Regions from separate parts of the Rattus norvegicus genome. Here region 2 is linked to region 1. Evidence: chromatin contacts called from public HiChIP or PLAC-seq data. All regions are on one chromosome and are shown on one strand. Each heading gives the region's core, a stretch centred on a gene start, on an enhancer-like site or on the middle of the called end of the contact. The rest is flanking DNA. Distances are from core to core; before and after follow the strand shown. Region 1 holds the start of Fgfr3 (fibroblast growth factor receptor 3). Region 2 has its middle 17 kb from the start of Tacc3.

The links. HiChIP or PLAC-seq counts read pairs in DNA pulled down with a chosen protein or histone mark.
Region 2: a contact with region 1 is called in an H3K27ac HiChIP or PLAC-seq map of oligodendrocytes, with 5 times the contacts expected there. The contact joins the enhancer-like site here to the promoter of Fgfr3 in region 1. A contact is called at or near these places in 11 of 12 Hi-C or Micro-C datasets (the A7r5 cell line, the Rat2 cell line, Schwann cells and 6 more) and 1 of 1 datasets of contacts at active chromatin or transcription factors (oligodendrocytes).

What each region holds. Positions count from the first base shown.
Region 1 is chr14:81,225,264-81,229,017 of GRCr8, forward strand. Fgfr3 (fibroblast growth factor receptor 3) reads right to left here and starts at 1,946. Exons shown (of 18, transcript NM_053429.2): 1 at 1,768-1,946; 2 at 1,221-1,412. The coding sequence starts at 1,323.
Region 2 is chr14:81,271,318-81,275,071 of GRCr8, forward strand. No RefSeq gene overlaps it. Among named protein-coding and RNA genes, the nearest start is that of Tacc3, 17 kb to the right of the region's middle. Within about 2 kb of position 1,909, at least 29 of the 93 cell types and tissues checked have an H3K27ac peak or open chromatin away from gene starts, as enhancers often do. A contact at or near this core is called in Schwann cells and prefrontal cortex, where this site is marked.

The DNA.
Region 1 (3,754 bases), core at 696-3,195:
CGCTAAAAGCGCGCGCTGACCTCCCGACCGCCTCTGTCACGCCGCTGAAAGACACGCACATTCAAACTCCCGGCCCACTTTCATTCATAAAAAAAAAAAAAAGAAAGAAAGAAAGAAAGAAAGAAAGAAAGAAAGAAAGAAAGAAAGAAAGAAAGAAAGAAAGAAAGAAAGAAAGAAAGAAAGAAAGGAAAAAAAATGACATTGTTCCAGGAGGCTCCAGCCGCTGGAGAGAGGGGCGCGGGGGCGCGGGAGGGGCACACCGCCATCTGCCTCCTCCCGCTGCGCCCGCCGCACTCGCACCTCCCCGAGAGGCAACGCCGCCATCAATGCGCGGTCTGTGGCCGCCGAGGTACAAAGGAGCGGCTGTTCGGGCCTCAGCTCGGGTGGGGCAACAGCTTACCGAGCGAAAGCCTCCCTTCGCGCGGCCTCCCGCCAGACCGCTGCTCTGCTTTGCCACGCTGCCACCGGGCACAGCCGGGGGCCGCGCGCGTCGCACCTCCGGGCAGCCGCGGGACGCAGAGCGGACCGTGGCTCCTTTTCGTATCCTTGGCCTCCAGCCCCGTTTGAGGGCACTCAGTGTCCCATCGGACTTTGGCGGCCAGAGGACTATCTAGGCGGTGCCAAGATCTTGGGACAACCGCCCCTCATCTCCCAGCGTGCGGCCTGCAGGGCGGTCCGTGCGCGCCCCTGGGAACCGACCCCTCAGGCAGCGTACGGGATAAGAGGGGAGCGGCGGCTCTGAAGCTGTCACCTTGTCATGCGAGACACTGAGAGCTGAGCTTTGGCTGAGATACTACTATCCACTCCGCAATGTCGAGCCTTCCTTTAGCAGAAGCAGAGCAAGAACTATTCCGGGAGGATGGCGGAACCAATAACCAGGCACTTTTCGTCCTCTCAAATCCGAGAAGCAACAATAGGCATCGTGGGAAGTCAGCTTGCGCGCCTTCCCGACGCACCTCGGCCTGGGACCACCGCCACGGCGCACCGCTCCCCGTGACGCCTCGCACTTGGGTGGTGGCTCTCAGCCTACAGACACCCCCATAAACTGCCGCGTCCGAGCTGACAGCTATCTGCAGGCCGGGGAACAAAACCCAGGCGCACTGGCCCCTGTGGTGCTACTCAACCCAATGCCCCTTCCTCACCCAAGGGCTGTTCGCTGATGCCAAAACCCCTAGAGTCCAGGGCCGGTTACCGGAAAAACAGCTTGGGTCCGTCCTTACCTGCCGCTCTCCGACCAACTCGCTGCTCTGGACCGGGAGGCTCGGAAGTAACTCCAGCCACGACCGCCACGCAGAACACTAGCACGCAGGCCGGGACTACCATGGCTCCGGAGCTGGGGCCGTGGCGTCCTCAAGCGATGCGCGCGGGCATGCTGCAACCCCCCACACCCGGCTCCGGCGCCGCTGCGGAGACTACAGGAGAAGAACACTGAGTTACTCCGGAGGGCAGCGGGGAAGCGCGGCCTCGCTCCTGAGCCGGGACCCCGGCAGCCCGGCCCGCCCGCCCGCCGACTCCTAGCTCTCCCGGGCTGCCTGGCGCCGGCCGCCTCCTCCCAGCCGCGGTTCCTCCCTCCTCCTTCCCTCCCTGGTTGCCGCAGAGCCCTCCCAGGACGGCCGCAGTAGCCGCAAACTTTCCAGAGCGGGAAGCCCGAGCCTTGCCTGGCCTCCCCGCACTTACAGACTGCTCCACTTCCACCCCATCGCACCCCCTGACTGCTTCTGAGCCCGCCCGGCCCCTCCGAGCGCCAGCGGAGTCCTTCACACCAACCTGGCGGCCGCCGCTAGAGCCCAGCTCACCACTCGCGGCTCCGGCTTCGGCTCTCGGCCGGCTCTTCCAGGCTCTCCTCTGTCCCAGTGGCCGGCCGCCCACCCCACCGGTGAGTCCCCTCGCCGGAGCGGACCGCACGGCGCCAGCTGCTCCCGCCACCCCCGCTGCCACAGCTCACTGAACTGGGGCTGCCCGGCGCGCAGCAGCGGGGGGGGGGGGGCTGCTCCCGCCACGCCCCGAACACTCCCCTTCCCCGGCGGCCAAGGGGCGGGGGATCCGAAGAGGCGTGGTCAGGCGGGGGCGCCGGGCGGTCCCGGAGGGCGTGGGAGCCCAGCTGGGGCGGAGCGGGCGAGGCCAGGGTCGCACACTCGACCCCTCGAAGCAATGCGGAGCTCAGGACTGTCTACCAGCACGCTTCTCCAATAATGCTGTGCTCAGGGGCTCAGAGGGTTGACCTCGGTGGGGGTCCAGGTGTTAGGGCATCTTCACAGTGAACCGGCACCTGAGCTGAACCCTGGGCAAAGAACGCTAAATGCTTAGATGCAGAGCCCCGACAGTATTCTGGGAAGACAAATACGTGTGAAGAGACCTTTCAGTGAAGGATGGGGCAGAGTTTATGTGATGGAAGACACAGGGATTGCACCCTAGAAAAGGAGGACATGCTGCTGTATTTATCAAACCAACCAGTGGCCCGCATCCTTCTCAGGAATGATAGCCACGCTTCCCCCAAGAACACATAGGTTTGGAAGAAACTTACCCAGCCTCAGAATAACAAGAAGAGCTGAGGATACAAAGTAGGGGAGCCTGCCCTGCCCCAGGGCTGCCTGAACTCTAGCCTAAAGATGCCCTAGCACAGCACACCCATCTTGGGGACACATTCCATCTGGAGAGTGTCACACTGACAGCTGGTCCCTGGAGGATCAGCCTGGTCACCCTATCGTGCTGGCGAGCTATAGGTCCTGCCTGGCAGAACTTCTGTGACAGCAACCAACACCACCCTGTGACTGATGGCCTCTGTATCTACCCTCCCAAAGCAGGGAGCCTTGTCTCATTTTCAAACTCCACAAGGTCTGATGAGGCCTATGGGAGCCAGATACCTGAGGTCTTGGCTCAGTGCTTCTGCCCAGTCTGGCTGTGTGTGACTCGAGGGACTTTACACTGTCAAAAAAAAAAAAAAAAAAAAAAAAAAAAAAAAAAAAAAAGGCAAGTGGGCCATGCAAACACTTCACTGGCTCACTGATCGCTCTTATCTTTCCCAGAGAGCTGAGCAGGGCCCTGCCCCCAGAGCCCTCATGCAATCCCGTGTCCACTCAAGAGCTGGGCAGCTCTACCGACTGTTACTCCTGCTCTAGCCAAGCACCCCTCCCTGCAGACTGGCTAGAATCCAGTCCTGGGTTCCCATGACACCCCCAGGCAGCTGCCCACAGTCCCTCTCCCAGGATGCCACCCCAGGGGGTCATAGCAGACATTCTCCCCTAATCTATTGGCAGATTAGTTATCAGTAAATGAACCAGAATGTGAGCTCTGACCCCTGTGTCCACCCCCTTCGTCTGGAGGATTTACCAGAACCCTCCACACCCTGCAGCAACCGGGAGCTGAGCATCCCTCCAAACGGCAACACTTCTTTTATTTCTGAGATGACCTCCTTGTTAGAAATACCCAGTCAGGAATCTCAGACCAGTGCTGGCTGTTCTCTGAACCCCACGGCCCCACAGACCTTGTTTTCCAATGGGCGACACATGCAGAAAAGAGGACTCCAGACAGGGTACTTCTGCTCCTCTGATCCTCCCCCAAGCCTCTGGCCTGCCGTCGGCCAGCTCTTGCAGACCCCTGCTGAACTGCAGCAGTGTGGGGAATTAGCCTCCTTGGTCAAAAACTAGCTGTGTGGGGCTCACAAAATGCATTCTGGTCTTGAGCCTCCTCAGATTAAAATTAAAATCTGGTGGTCTTAAATTTACCTTCCCAATTCAGGACAACAGAAGTCTGA
Region 2 (3,754 bases), core at 659-3,158, 46 kb after region 1:
GCTGACTAGTTTCTCCCCTTGAGGGCCTGGCACCTCTTTGCTGTGGCCTGGCATGTGGTTCCTCCTGACGGGAGGTATGAGTTGGCGAGGGTATTCTTGGTCAGAACTAGTTAGCTGGTCCAGGTCTGATGGGAGGGCCTGGAGGGTCCTCAGTGTCCCGAGTTATATCTGAGACTAGGTGTAGCTTGAGAGTCTAGGGCTGGCTTGGTGAAGACAGATCCCATGGCCTACATGAGGGGTCAGGCCTGTCCATTGGTGCCCCCTACAGGCTGCCTGACCTGATGGCAGATGAAGGCCGTGCTTGGAATCAATTCCTAGTGTTAGGGAACAGAGGCTTTTGGACTAGTATCAGTACAGATATCCCTGTCTCTACACACATAGGGCCATCATGGGGATTCCCTGTACTCCTTGGACATAGCTTAAGGCTGTGATCTATCTTTGAGCAGACCCAGAAAGGCAGAATCCATCTCAGATGAAGAGGTGGGTCTGCATTCCCAGTGTGTTCCTCTTTCCTGGGTGACCATCTTATATGCCCTGCCTCTCTGAGGCCTTCTCCGGAAAGACAAGGGACAAGATTCAGCCTATCTCAGCCAGAGAAGGATTCAGAAGAGGGAGTTTGGGGTTCAGGTTTCGATGTTAAGGTTCTACTAGTTCAAACACCACTGAAAGCCTTCCAGAGGCTGGAGCTTCACTGGTCAGAATTCTGAGGTGTCAGGAGTGTTTGGGGTTCATCTTGGACTAAGTGCAACACCTGGTCCAGGAGGAGGCATTTCTGGAGTGAGCCAGGGGCTGTAGATGTACCTCCTGAGTGATGATGGTTGGCTTGGAGATCCACTTGAGGGTCCACTTAGCCTACTCTAAAGGGTCTTGTCTGGCCCAGGGAGGCAGCTTGGGCTCTACTCCTTCTTATGTGGCCTTGGAACCTCAGAAGTGAGTGGGCTTCCTTTGGTCCGGCTCAAGATCCCAGGAACTACTAGTCTGGCCAGTGACCACTGGTGAGTTTATTTTACTAGGCCTGTGAAAATAAAGTCATCATGGGCTGGGGAGGGGACTTAAACAGAATAGCAATCCCTGAGACTGGAGGCTAGGTACAGCTCATCCAGTGTCTGGGAAAGCAGTTTCCATGACATGTACTGCCCATGGTCATGTAGGTCAAAAGGAGAGCTCAACTCTCCTTTTTGGGGCATAGGGCACAGTGGTTTGAGCCAAGTTCTCATTTTGTAGCCCCGACTGCTCTGTAACTCACTCTGTAGACCAGGCTGGCCTCAAACTCAAGAGATCCACCTGCCTCTGCCTCCCAAGTACTGAGATTAAAGGTGTGCACCACCATGCCAGGCTAACTCTCTCTTTTTTTTTTTTTAAGTTTTTTTTTTCTTTTCTTTTTTTCGGAGCTGGGGACCGAACCCAGGGCCTTGCACTTGCTAGGCAAGCGCTCTACCACTGAGCTAAATCCCCAACCCCAGGCTAACTCTCTTTGTATCATGTTTTTATTCTCATGACCTTACAGACACTAATTTCTAGGGTCTTACCTCTTCAGACCAACCTGTTGGGGACTTGGGCTTCAGTGTATAAATTTTTAATCTTCACTTAATGTTCAACAGTGAAGTTTAATGCTGTGGTACTGTGTACCTTGATAACCCCTCTCCTTCCAGTTGCCTCAGGGCATTCCCTGTTCTGCCTTGGCAGGAGGCCCATAAGCACCCACTGTCCAATATCAAGGGACACAGGGCTACGGAAGTCTGGCCCTGCTGCTATGTGCCCAGCTAGGGTCATGTTTACTCTTGGAGGACCAGTGCCAGGGCCCCCTTCAGCCCCCAGGATAAATGCCCATTCAGCCATACAAGGCTCCTTTGTCCTGGAGTGGCTCGGCCCAGGCTGCTGCTGGGCGGCCGGTGTCCTCAGCATGGCCCTAGGCCAGACTGGCTACCCTAATGCATCCAGCTGCCTTACAGGACTTTCTCTGGACAGACTCTGCCTTGGCTGGAAGAGGCCCCACCAGGGGATAGGGCAGTTCTGGGAGGGACTGGAGAAGCCAGGCAGAGCCAGTGAGGAGGCCTCTACCTCTGTAGACACTTAAGGCTTTTGGGGACATTAGTGATACCCCATAATGGGGTCAAGTAACAGGAAACTCCTGCAACCATACTGCTGCCTTGCTTGTGTGTAGCTGGCCAGCTCCTGCTGGACCCTTAAACCCAAGTGCGGCCATGGCCTCATCTGGTGACTTTTCCATCCAGTGAGGGTTGTATCTCTGGGCCTCAGCTCCCTTGTGAGCCTGGCTAACACTGCCATGCTCAGCAGTTAACCCCTGGGTGGAAGTGTGCCTGCCCCATCTCTGTGTAGGGGAGTTGTGGCATGGTCCTGTTAAGACAAAGGTCAGGAGGTCCCATGGATCTGTAAGCGCAGGGTAGTGGGAGACTTTGGCTGAGCAGAGAGGTGAAAGGCTCTGGGATATCTGCCCCCAAAAGGCTGATCAACTTATCTCAGTAAAGCCTGGTCTAGTTCTGCTTTAGGAAGACACTGTTCCTCCAAACAGGTTTAACAGGGGCCTCCTGGAAGCCCAGGCTACTGGTCTTGAGTCTGTTCTCCAAAGGCTCCCATTCACCTCCATAACAGCTAACCCAGATTCTTGGCCTCAATCCTACTCTGCACAGTATCATCCTTCATGTCTTGTGGCTCATGATTGGCTTTAACTCCTGGTGGTTACTACCTAAGGACCTCCAGCTGCAGACCAGGTTGTCTCCACAGCAGGTCCTGTGACCACGGGCCTGGTTAAGGGGTGGTTACTTCTGGAGTGGTAGATCCACTGGGCCTCTCTCTGGTTGAGACCCATCCATTCCCTATTGAAACACTGCCTCAGGTTTAGCTGTAGGCCTGTATGCTGTGCTTGAGTCCGTCCAGACATGCAGATCTCCTCAGCCTTCTTGCTGTTTTGGCAGGGCTGACTAGGTCACAGCTGAATTTTGGACAAGCTCTATGGATCTATGGGGCTTCTGGGCCTGTCCAGGATCCTCACCACAGACTGTGTCCCCAGCCCCACTCTTGTACTACAGAATACATGCAGGGTAGCATACAATGGGGTCTTTCTTCTGAGGCACTAGTTCTGATTGTAGTTTGACTTGAGAGGTCTACTCAGCTCAGTTTTATACACTGAGCTTTTATTAAGTGTGTGTCCTGCTGTGGGCATGTCCACAGCTGCCCTTCAGTATCTGCAGGGTGGTAGAAAGCTGGAAACTAGTGGGACCTGTTGCTGCCATCCTGAGACAGCACTTTCTTTTCATGTAGCTCCTTGCTTCGTGGAGTCTCCACTCTAAACCGTGTGCCTTAGCAGCCACAGATGTAGCCACCTCTACATCCTTGTGGTACCCAGTACCCAGGATACAGGCTGCCAGGTCAGCACCAAACTCATCAAGCTCTGGCTACTTAGCTTTTGGTTTTAAGTGAAAACTTGAGTCTGACTTTTGATGTATACAGTTGGAAGGTATCAGGGATTGGGTACCTCTCTCCCAAGCTATGTGGCTGACTAGATGCCTGAAAACTGGATAGTTGAGCACACCATCTCCTATTTTTTCATTCCCTGGTGGGTAGAGATCAGGCTCATAAAAGGCTCCCACAGCCAAGGAGCCAAGATGGCTGAAAGGTCTAGTGGTAATGGCTTTCTTGCTTGCTTCCTTATGTATAGTGTTCTGTCTGCATATATGCCTGTACACCAGAAGAGGGTGCCAAGATCATATCACAGATGGTTTTCAGGACCTCT